Regions from separate parts of the Mus musculus genome. Here regions 1 and 3 are each linked to region 2. The links are chromatin contacts, called in public HiChIP or PLAC-seq maps. All regions are on one chromosome and are shown on one strand. Each heading gives the region's core, a stretch centred on a gene start, on an enhancer-like site or on the middle of the called end of the contact. The rest is flanking DNA. Distances are from core to core; before and after follow the strand shown.

Region 1 (3,479 bases), core at 285-2,784, 35 kb before region 2:
CCTAGGGATTGAAGCCAGGTCCTCAGGCTAGACAGCAAGCATCCTCACCTCCTGGGGCATTTTGCCGACCCTTCAAGTATAAGTCATTACACTTTGTTGTAAGTCACTCCCCATCCCTGATTGTCCTGCCCTCTGCCCCCTTCTCCCCTTCTTCCTTTCGTTTTCATGAAAAGTTTTAAATTCTTACAGCTGTATGCCGCTGATGATTGTTCCAAATAGTCCCACCATTCCTAAAAATTCCTGTCTGCTCAGCTTCTTCACGATGTATTCTTCACACACGTTAGACACAGCATACAGGGAAGCCCCAAGCAGGACTAAGATGTCACCAATAAGAACATCACTCCCTACAGGGCAGCAAGGCACAAAAAGAAATGTGTTGTCAATGGGTGAGCCAGGAGTTAGCAAACACTGATCATTTGAGTAAAACTTTATTGAATCCTAGCTTCTGTAAGTCTAAAGGCTCTCACCCTTACTGTCTGGCACAACACTGACACCGTTTTCACATTTTTACTCCCTGGGAGACCAACAGAGTGGAAGATGGTACTGTGTAGCATCCTGAAAGAAAGCCATTTAAAGACAGGACAAGTTCACAGACTGTAGTGCAGGGAATTTGTTAGAACTTCGGGAAAGGATGCTAGGTGAAAGAAATGGTTTTATTTTGATCCAAGGAGATACTAAGGTTATCTTGGAGATCTGGTAAATTCAGACCTGGTTTAGCATCTATATTGTGAACTGAAATATTCCAACCAGGCAGTAGTGGCACCCACCTTTAACCCAAGACAGCCAGGGATACACAGAAAAAAAAAAAAAAAGAAGAAAAAATCCTGTCTCAAAAGAAGAAAAGAAAAAGAAAAGGAAAAAGGAAGAGAGGGAGGGAGGGAGGAAGAAGGAAGGAAGGAAGGAAGGAAGGAAGGAAGGAAGGAAGGAAGGAGGGAGGGAGGGAGGAAAGAAAGAGAGAGAGAGAGAGAGAAATATACTAAAACACTCAGATCAAAACAAACAGCCAGGTCTCTTTTTTGATGGAAATGAAACACTACCACCTGAGAGTGGTGCTGAGTAGGATGTCCTCCCACTGCCGTGGGGGTGGGGGTGGGGGTGGGGGTGGGGTGGGGTGGGAGCTGAGGAAGGAGGGTTTTGAATTTTTGAGTTCAAGAAAAGAAAGGTAGGGAGAGGAAAGGATGGAAAGAAAGGAAGGAAGAGGGAAGGAAAGAGAGAAGAAACAAAGAAAAGGGGAGGAAGAAAAAGAAACAAAAGAATGCCATAAAGGGGAGAAAAGAGAGCTAGCTCAACAACAGAGGGTTTTGGAAAAACACATCCAAAGTGATTTAAGAGAAAGATGATTTCTACAAATATATTCAAAACAAAATTTTAAACACGTTTAAATGGGGAAAGGCAGCTAAACAAGAAAACAACCACCAAATGTTTAGCAGCAAATGAGAAAGTGCTACAGGAAGTGCTGAGGAAGCCAGCACACCTCACTGAGGAGGGGCCAGCCCAGCAAGCCTGCTCCCCCGCACTAGTTCACAGCACGGACTCCTGCTGAGTTCCTCTATCACCCACTTCAGTCAGTGTAACTCTGCCAGACTAACAGGTGTAAGTGATACAGTCTCACCTGAATTATCTTCTCGCCCAGCTAATATGTCTGCACCAACCATGGTCCCTACACCCAGCAGACAGACAAACACAGCAATGAAGTGGATCACTTTGTATCTTGCCCGGAGAATAAACCAGGAGAGAGCCATCAACACAGGAATCCCAAAGCAATCCAAGAGCTGCAGGGAAAAGAAAAGCACGCAGCCTCAACCACTTCAGCAGCATAATTAACAAGAGAAAGCACTTAGGGAACATTTGTTATTGCTGACCCTGAACGCAAGCACTTACCAGAGCTGCAGTCCCTCTGTGAGATTTGGGACTGCAAACCTGTTTTAGATGTGCATACAAAACCCCAAAGGCTAAAGAAAGATTAGTTGCCCCAAATTATATGGTTAAAAGTCAGGCTCGAGGTGGGGGGTGGGGGGTGGGGGGTGGAGGCTGGAGAAAAAATGGTTAAGAGCACTGACTGCTCTTCCAGAGGTCCTGAGTTCAATTCCCAGCAACCACATGGTGGCTCACAATCATCTCTAATGGGATTTGATGCCCTCTTCTGATGTGTCTGAAGACAGCAACAGTGTACTCATATATATAAAATAAAAGTAAATAAATAAATACCCCCTCCCCTGCCGCCAAAAAAAAAAAAAAAAAAAAAGAAGTCAGGCTGGGGATGCAGCTCAATTAATAGAGTGTTTGCCTAGCGGGCACAAGGCCCTGGGTTTGATCTCCAGTGCCATATAAAACAGTACTTTAGAGGCAGGAGGAAGAGCAGATCAAGGTCATCTTTGGCTACATAGCAAATTCTAGACCAGCCTGACATACACCAAACCTTCCTCGAAACAGAAAACACCCAAAGGCTGAATCTGTTCATCCTACCCAGGAGCCTCTGCTTTCCCCTCTGTTTATCTTTAAACTCGGAAGGCAGAGTTTCCTTCCAGTACATCCATTTACTCCACCAACAGACATTTAGTAAGCATGACCAGTGTCCAGGACTCTGTAAGAGGGTTTGGGTGTTCAGTTCAAGTACAAAGCACTTGTCTGGCAAGCACCGGGCCATGGGGGTGATGTGGGGCACATCATAAGAGGAGTTGGAATATAAAATTGAACAAGGTAGAAGCCCTATCCTGAGGAGCACAGACTAAACTGGACAGACACGAAATTAGACATCACAAAGTCCAATATTCAATTGTAACTGAGCAAAGTATTACCAAGTACAGGTTACAGTGAGGCAACGAACAGAAACCATCTCCCTGACAGAGAGGTCAGTTCTACCATGTGAGACATGCTTGATCCCAGCACAGACTCCTGTTCATTTTTAGCATATGTTTCTCCATCATTTGGGGTCCATAAGATACTTGCTGTAACCCCTTTAACTGCTCTTCTTATCAAACGGGGACAATGAGTATTCAAACTATAGCAAATTCAAAATCGATGGCAAGATAGGAAAAAAGAGTGAATTAAGGTTCTCAGCTCTTCTGAACAAAGAATTCTCACCTGAGGAATACCGAATGGCAGAGAAGCACCTGAAAAAATGTTCAACATCCTTAATCATCAGGGAAATGCAAATCAAAACAACCCTGAGATTCCACTTCACTCCAGTCAGGATGGCTAAGATCAAAAATTCAGGTGACAGCAGATGCTGGCAAGGATGTGGAGAAAGAGGAACACTCCTCCATTGTTGGTGGGATTGCAGGCTTGTACAACCACTCTGGAAATCAGTCTGGTGGTTCCTCAGAAAATTGGACATAGTATTACCAGAGGATCCCGCAATACCTCTCCTGGGCATATGTCCAGAAGATGCCCCAACTGGTAAGAAGGACACATGCTCCACTATGTTCATAGCAGCCTTATTTATAATAGCCAGAAGCTGGAAAGAACCCAGATGCCCC
Region 2 (3,536 bases), core at 835-3,334:
GATTATCTACCCCAGCCTGGGGTCACTGGCATCTCCCCAGTTACCACATGTTCCCATTACCAGGGGATGGCGAGAGCTAATGGTGGTAACTAATCTCTGCAGTACTCTGAAATGGGCCAGGCTGTGCAGTCAACCAATGAATCCTCCCAAAGCCCTACAGGGGTAAGCAGGTTGGGGGAGTGGGGGGGGGGGTGGTATAGAAGGTTTTTGATATTTTTTGCACTTATTTATTTATTTTGTGTGTCTGTGTGTGTGTATGTATATGGACAGGCATGCCACAGCCCACGAGTGTAGATCAGAGGACAATTTGGGAAGTTGGTTCTCAAAACTTCCATCATACATGTAATTTCTGGGTATTGAACTCAGGTAACCAGGTTTGGTGGCAGGGGCCTTTGACCACTGAGTCATCTTGCCTTCTCCTGTGTGTGTGTGTGTGTGTGTGTTTGTGTGTGTGTGTTTGCTGTTGTTGAGAACTGAACCCATAGATCTGACCCACATAGAGCACAAACTCACTCATTGTGCTGTGGTACTGCAACTATCCTCACGGTACAAATAGTGAACACAGAGTTTTGTGAATTGTGCAACACACCTCACTAAGATTTGAATTCAAAGTTTTCGTACTTGGTTATGCCACTGTAACATCTCCCTGCTAATCAATGACATTACACAGCTGTTGGAGAATGAGCAATTTGAGGCCATTTGCCCCTTTGAACCAGAGCATCTATTTAAAACTATGCTTATTTATGACAAAAAAATGCATGTATACACATTTATTGATCAGCTCTGAAGGTGAGATGCCTTTTCAAGGACATAGCTTTCAAAATCTTTCAATTGAAATTCGTTGCCCAGGTGGGTAGTGGCACATGCCTGTAATCCTGCCATTCTCATTATCCCCAAGTAAACTGCTTAGCCTTGTGTTTCCTCACCTGGAAAGTGGGTCTAACAATAGCGCCATATCCTAAAGCAAAGGAGATGCGGTGCTATTGTCTACATAAATGGCTAAGCGCAGTGCCTGGCACGGAGTAAATGTTCAGTAAATGGATTTCATTATTTGGATGTTAGCCTCTAGTGTCTTCAGAACGCAAGTCGTCCAGTGACCACAGAAAGCTTTCCCCAGAGTCGCTGCCAACTCTTTGAGAACATCTCTACCTAAAGGCTCACCAGAGCACAGTGACATCAGCCACCTGCTTCCCTGGACCGCAGCTCCGGAGGTGGCCATGTCGCCTCGCTCAGGCCCCAAAACAGGGCAGACGTTGTCTCCGGTTTGCAACAGCACAAAACTTAACCCAGCTTTCTCACTTGAGTGAACTCCAGTTGGAGGTGATCACCAGGCTAGGTGGGCACGGATCCCGATCTGAAGGAATGCGGGCACCGAGCCAGGAAGGGCAACACTTCCACCTGCCAAGCGCCAGGTTGGGCAGCGCTCCTCCACAGCATCTACGGTGGCTCCCACCCTGTCACAGGGAAATAGGGGAACCTATCTCAAAATGCCAATCGGATGAATTCCCCGCGTATCCTCCGAAAAGCCAGCGTCGCCACCGTTTCGAAGGAGCGTGGGGGGAGCACCCAGATGAAACGCGACCTCCTGGGTGGTTTGGGAGCTCAAGGAGCCGAAGTCGAGGCACCGCCACCTCCATTCCCAGCTCCAGACACGTGCGCGCGGGTCGCCAGCCGGTTCTGCCTGTGTCCCCGCCACCCAGGCCCGCCCAGCGCGCTGCACTCACCAGGTGAAGAGTTTGCGTCGGATCCTGCTCAGCTGGCTGCCGATACTGTCCACCGTACCCAGCGCCCGGGGCTCGCTGGCCCCCGCACTCGCCGGCGACTCAGCCTCCATGGGGTCTCTTCGAGCCTCGCGTGCCCGGAACCCCGAGAAGTGCTCGGGCCCGGAAGACAGGAGGCGGTGCCTGTGAGTACGGCGCGGACTCGGCTCGCGCCCTGCCTTGCTCTCCTGCTGCGCTCTCTAGTACGCTCGCCCGCGTCCCGATACTCCTCCGCCCTGCTCGTGCGACAAATCATTAACTGTCAGGCCCTAAGGGCCAGACAATGCTTTTGCAGATCGCCACCTGGCACCTTTGGGAAGCTGGAGGAGAAAGGGCGGTTTGTTTTCTAGTGTCAGAGCTGAGTAGGACATAATGTAAATTTAAGATGAGAGGGTTGGGCTTCTTCCTCCCCCACCTCCATGTGGGTGGAGTTGATTTGGTTAGTTTCTTTGACCTAAGGTCTCACTCAGTAGCCGGGTCTATCCTGGAACTCAGGATATTGCCTAGGCATACTGCAAATTCTCAGCAGAACTCCTGCCTCAGCTTCAAGAGACCTGGGATTTACAGGTCTACGCTACCACGCCCGATGCATTTCAGGATTTCAAGGTTCCTTGTTTGAAATCAGCAAACTATAGGTAATCTGATAAGAGGTGATCTTGGCTGGTTCCCAGGATGCCTGTACAGGCAGCGAGCTGGTGCCCTCCTGAACTTTGCTAACTGGAAGAACCCACTGACCCCGCCTCTGTGTCCAGGTCTCCCTCCTTTTCCCCTAAAAGAACTGAAGACAAGCTGTGGTTTCTTTTCCTTTCAAAAGAACGATCAGAGTGGTGTGTCTTTGTGGCGCGAACTAGGCAAATCATCCCTCGCAGACCTGTTGGGTTGCCTTGTCACCTATCCTGGCCTTGACCCGGGCCACGCCTTCTGATGCTTGGATGGACCTACAAGGAACAAGAGGGAATAAAAAGTGGGATGGGGAAGTCCCTGGTTCTTGCTGACAGAAGCAAGTCTGTAGTGCCAATTAAGCATTTTTTTTTCCTGAAGGAGACCAAGCAGACAAAAGAACTGCTCCCCACCTCCTCACCCCGACCCCCCAATCTCCTCCTTTAGTGGATAAAGGGACACTGTAAACGGTAAATTCTAGAAGACTGTGTGTGGATGCAGAAGAGCAGGTGGTTTTGTAGAAGACACTAAGAAAAACCAGGTTTTTAACTAGCTGGTAGCTCACGCCTTTCCTCACAGCTCCTAGGAGGCTGAAGCACCATTGCCTTAAGCTCGAGGCTAGCCTAGAGTAGTCTGAGTTCTCGGTTAGCCTGAGCTAAAATGAGATCCTGCTTCAAAAAACACACGAGGTAGGGGTAGGAGTGTGTGGCTCAGCCCGTAAAGGTACCCGATGCCAGGGTTCGGTTCCTGGAACCCACATGGTGTAGGCCAAGAAACAGATCTCTACCAAGCTAAACTCTACATTTAGGCAATGGCACACACAAACACACAATCAATCAAATCGCTATTTAAAAAGCGTTTATAAAAGGGGGAATAGGTTTTGGAAAATGTAGCTAAGTAAGCCTTAAGTTTGCCAACTACAAGCGCTGTAAAGTTTAAGTATAATTATTTTCTGTTTATTTTTGTCTTTTTTAGACAAAACCTCACTCCATAGACAAAGCTGACTGAAACTCAACTATGTGTAACCCAGTCTGGCCTCCAATTTAGGGCAGTCCTGATGCCTCAGCCTCCCAAGGAGGAGCCTACACAATCATGCCTCGTTGAAATGATTGTTGG
Region 3 (3,521 bases), core at 819-3,318, 58 kb before region 2:
CGGTATAATGTTGATCCATTCCTTACATCTATCACGTCAACACTGCTTGTAAGGTGTCCATCCTGCACGAACGCCTCATTCAAGCTTCCAACGTATTCTTCGTCTACCGTGCATTAATTACCAATCCTCTCATGCAATTGTTATTGCTGTTGTTGATGGGAAATTATTTTCTGTAATATTTTTAAGTTTGCTCTTACTGGCTGAGGAAAGAGTGGTGTATGTTCTTGGAAGGTGACCCTAAGTCCAGACATCTTGCCAGATATTTTAACTTGTCCTGATTGGTAAGCTCGGTCTGAAAAGACTGAGCATGGTGTCCTTATATCTACTTTTTTATGCCATTTATTCTCTTTCTGTTCTAGCACTAGGCAAGACCTACCTGATGCTGATGTCCTCATCAGAGGTATTCACTGCCCTGACTCACTGTTAGGAATCCAAACTTCCATCTTTGAGGGGCCATTTGTTACGTTTTGAAAAATGTATGGGTACAGGGTAGTACTTGTGTGGTGGTCAGGGTACAACTGGCAGAAATCAGTTTTCTCCTAGTTCGTGGGTCCTTGGTATCAAATTCAAGTTGTTAGTCTCATCAGCGAGTGCTTTTACCCACCAAACCATCTCATAAGCACCATGAGGGAGCATTTGAATAGACCATGATGGAGCCACACAGTGGGGTGATACACCACTATAAAACAAAATCATAAAGACATCCATTTATTTTGCTGTGAAATACTCCTGGGGCATAGTGTTGAGTTAAGAAAAAATACAGGTTAAATCATAAAATTTTGCTTTCTGCTTGTTCTGTGAGATAGAGTCCCTCTCTGTAGCCCTGGCTGGCCTGGAACTCACTCTGTAGGACAATCTGACTTCAAACTCATAGAGATCTACCTACTTCTGCCTTCTAAGTGCTGAGACTAAAGGCCTGCACCACCAAGCCCAGCAAATAAATATTTCTTAACAGCTCGTGAGGTTCCACCCGCCATAGTTGTTTTGTTTTTGTTTTTGTTTTCTGAGACAGGGTTTCTCTGTGTAGCCCTGGCTGTCCTGGAACTCACTCTGTAGACCAGACTGACCTTGAACTTAGAAATCTGCCTACCTCTGCCACCCAAGTACTGGGATTAAAGGTGTGTGCCACCACTGCCCGACCATAGTTGTTTTTTTGAAGTATAAATTACTAAGTTTATTTTTGTTTCTAATGCTGGGAGGATTCCAGCCCTTGTGTGTTAAGTGTAGGGTGGGAGCAGGCACTGTGGTTTCTTACAATTAACTGTTAAACCTGAGAATCACAAGGAGAAAAGACCAAATCCACTATTGTCCAATCAAAGCAAGCTGTATTTCAGGGTCCAGTGTGGACCAGCCAGCCAGCTGTCTCACCAAGTCAGAATTTGAAAGAACAAGCCTCTGAGAGGACAATTACTTCGGGTGAATAGAAAATACTTCTACACCAAGGCTGTGGGGTTTGACCAAGATGCAAGGCCAGTTAACAGCTAAAATGAAGGGCCAGGTTTATCTCTTGCCTTCTCCATTGTATACTGCACTACACAAACACGAGCTTTGCACATGGGGGGGGGGGGGTTGTAGCCTCGTCTGAGGGAATATAGCACCTCTTTTAAAAAATACAAATTAATTAAAGAAAAAAAAAGTTCTTCCGGGCTGTAGAGATGGCTCAGCAGTTAAGAGCACTGACTGTTCTTCCAGAGGTCCTGAGTTTGATTCCCAGCAACCACATGGTGGCTCACAACCATCTGTAATGGGATCTGATACATTCTTCTAATGTGTTTCTGAAGACAGCTGCAGTGTGCTCATATAAATAAAAAATAAATCTTTAAAAATTTTTTTAAAAAGTGTTCTTCCTGCAGTTACTAAAATTCCAGGGCATTCTTGTCCTGTATGGTAATGCAGGTTGGGGTGATATGCCTTCAATAAAAATGAGTGATGTAATCTAACCTGAGGAAGGATGGTCTTTACCCAGCTGCCTCTCAGAACCCAGTGTTGCTGTGTAGAGTATACCCTCCCAGGAGGCTTTCCAGAGGACCCTGGGATTCCAGATCTTACTGGAAGCACCACCCACAGAGCTCCTGAGCCACTGGGAGCCAAATCTTCCAGACCTTCCGGTAGCAAGGTGCAGGAACCCGCAAGGGGCAAGATTCAGACCCAATTGTCTGAGTGGTGAGGCATCAAATTGTCAGCCCAGCTCCTCTGTGTCTGATGTGATATCTATCAGGGGAAGAGGGCGAAGGAGATGGCAAGCAGCTTCCTAAGAGCACAAATTCAGTCTCACTACCGGATATGGAAGCAAACATAAATACAATCTTATCTAATCTCTCCGTCTTGGGAGGGAACGGTACAGCCTGATCTGGGGAAACCGGGAGCCGCTGGAGACATACAGCCCTAATAATACACATGTTCTTTCTCCGGTTATTAAATATCAGCAAGGTAATGCCACGATTCAGCTGAACAAAGTCCCCGGAGGCTTTCGGTTATTTTCCAAAATTTTTGTCTCAATACTGCCACCAAGTGTTCAGTGCCCTCACTTCTCAAACCTCAGCTTAACTGTTAAAGGGAAAGCTGTTTAACCCTAGGAAAGACCAAGGGGGGGGGGGGCGGGGGGAGGTGTCTATAATGCATTTTTGAGTGGGGAAAGTAAAAAATATAAGTTCCAAAGCAGTATGTACTTTTGAATCCAAACACATGGGTTGAGTGTGTGTATATGTGCAAACTTTTTCATATGTGTGCATGCATAAAACAAAAGCGAAGCAAGCAAAATACCTAGCACAGAGCTGAGACTATGGTTCAGTAGAGCTCTCAACAAATATGTCATGAACCCCCAAGGCCTCATACCAAAAATAGACGGATGAATGGATGGGTGGATAGATATAGACAGACAGACGGACAGATACCAAGAAACAGTCACCAAGTAATTGGTGATCATTATCTCTAGTTGTGGGATTTAGGGATATTTTATTATTTCCTTGCTTCACCTCCCAACTTGCAAGAGTGCACTGGCCACAGATAGTGTTCTCATTTTCTAATGGAAAACACTACCTTAACCCTGGTGGCTTAAGACAGCCTAACCTCATTTTCCCACAGTTTGGGCAATTGCAAGTCGGAAACTGTTCTCACTGGACTTCCATGGCCTCTCCCTGTTCAAAACCAGCCAAAGCCAGCAGAGCCCTTTCCACCGGAGTTTTACCTATTCAAAATGATAATTTTAAGGAATCGCACCTCCTGGCTTCAGGTTGTTTCCAGAAGGCAGCAAGAAGTGTTTAGAAGGGAGGGTGCGGTTCAGAGCACCAGGTTCTCCTCCCGCAAGGGAAGACGCACATTTCCTCTTTTGTTTTGGTGTGGACTCCCAGTCCTCTGAGGGGAAGATCAAAGCCCATACCTCGCGACACTGTATGCTGTGCACCCTCAGACCAGGTAAGGGCCCATTCGGTCCAGCTTCTGCTCCGGTTTACAATTGCAGAAAGCCTCAGAGGAAGTCCTGCTGGGTAGAAGCTGAAAGGGACAGGACATATGAAGAGAAT

What was found. HiChIP or PLAC-seq counts read pairs in DNA pulled down with a chosen protein or histone mark.
Region 1: a contact with region 2 is called in an H3K27ac HiChIP or PLAC-seq map of embryonic stem cells, with 15 read pairs. The contact joins the enhancer-like site here to the promoter of Slc35f2 in region 2. A contact is called at or near these places in 2 of 39 promoter capture datasets (liver and macrophages), 2 of 15 datasets of contacts at CTCF or cohesin (CD8 T cells and embryonic stem cells), 23 of 484 Hi-C or Micro-C datasets (B cells, CD4 T cells, CD8 T cells and 10 more), 15 of 115 datasets of contacts at active chromatin or transcription factors (CD8 T cells, the SCID.adh cell line, T-cell acute lymphoblastic leukemia and 6 more) and 4 of 9 other capture datasets (adipose tissue, embryonic stem cells, liver and 1 more).
Region 3: an H3K4me3 HiChIP or PLAC-seq map of the SCID.adh cell line shows a contact between it and region 2, with 25 read pairs. The contact joins the enhancer-like site here to the promoter of Slc35f2 in region 2. A contact is called at or near these places in 2 of 39 promoter capture datasets (liver and macrophages), 1 of 15 datasets of contacts at CTCF or cohesin (embryonic stem cells), 9 of 484 Hi-C or Micro-C datasets (B cells, CD8 T cells, Th1 cells and 6 more), 9 of 115 datasets of contacts at active chromatin or transcription factors (the SCID.adh cell line, T-cell acute lymphoblastic leukemia, double positive thymocytes and 4 more) and 3 of 9 other capture datasets (embryonic stem cells, liver and pancreatic islet).

What each region holds. Positions count from the first base shown.
Region 1 is chr9:53,804,911-53,808,389 of GRCm38.p6, reverse strand. It overlaps Slc35f2 (solute carrier family 35, member F2), which reads right to left. Exons shown (of 8, transcript NM_028060.3): 4 at 1,613-1,772; 5 at 188-344. Among named protein-coding and RNA genes, the nearest start is that of Slc35f2, 35 kb to the right of the region's middle. Within about 2 kb of position 1,534, at least 40 of the 459 cell types and tissues checked have an H3K27ac peak or open chromatin away from gene starts, as enhancers often do. A contact at or near this core is called in CD8 T cells, Th1 cells, double positive thymocytes and 5 more, where this site is marked.
Region 2 is chr9:53,770,083-53,773,618 of GRCm38.p6, reverse strand. It overlaps Slc35f2 (solute carrier family 35, member F2), which reads right to left and starts at 2,084. Exons shown (of 8, transcript NM_028060.3): 1 at 1,725-2,084. The coding sequence starts at 1,834.
Region 3 is chr9:53,828,503-53,832,023 of GRCm38.p6, reverse strand. No RefSeq gene overlaps it. Among named protein-coding and RNA genes, the nearest start is that of Sln, 20 kb to the left of the region's middle. Within about 2 kb of position 2,068, at least 38 of the 459 cell types and tissues checked have an H3K27ac peak or open chromatin away from gene starts, as enhancers often do. A contact at or near this core is called in the SCID.adh cell line, where this site is marked.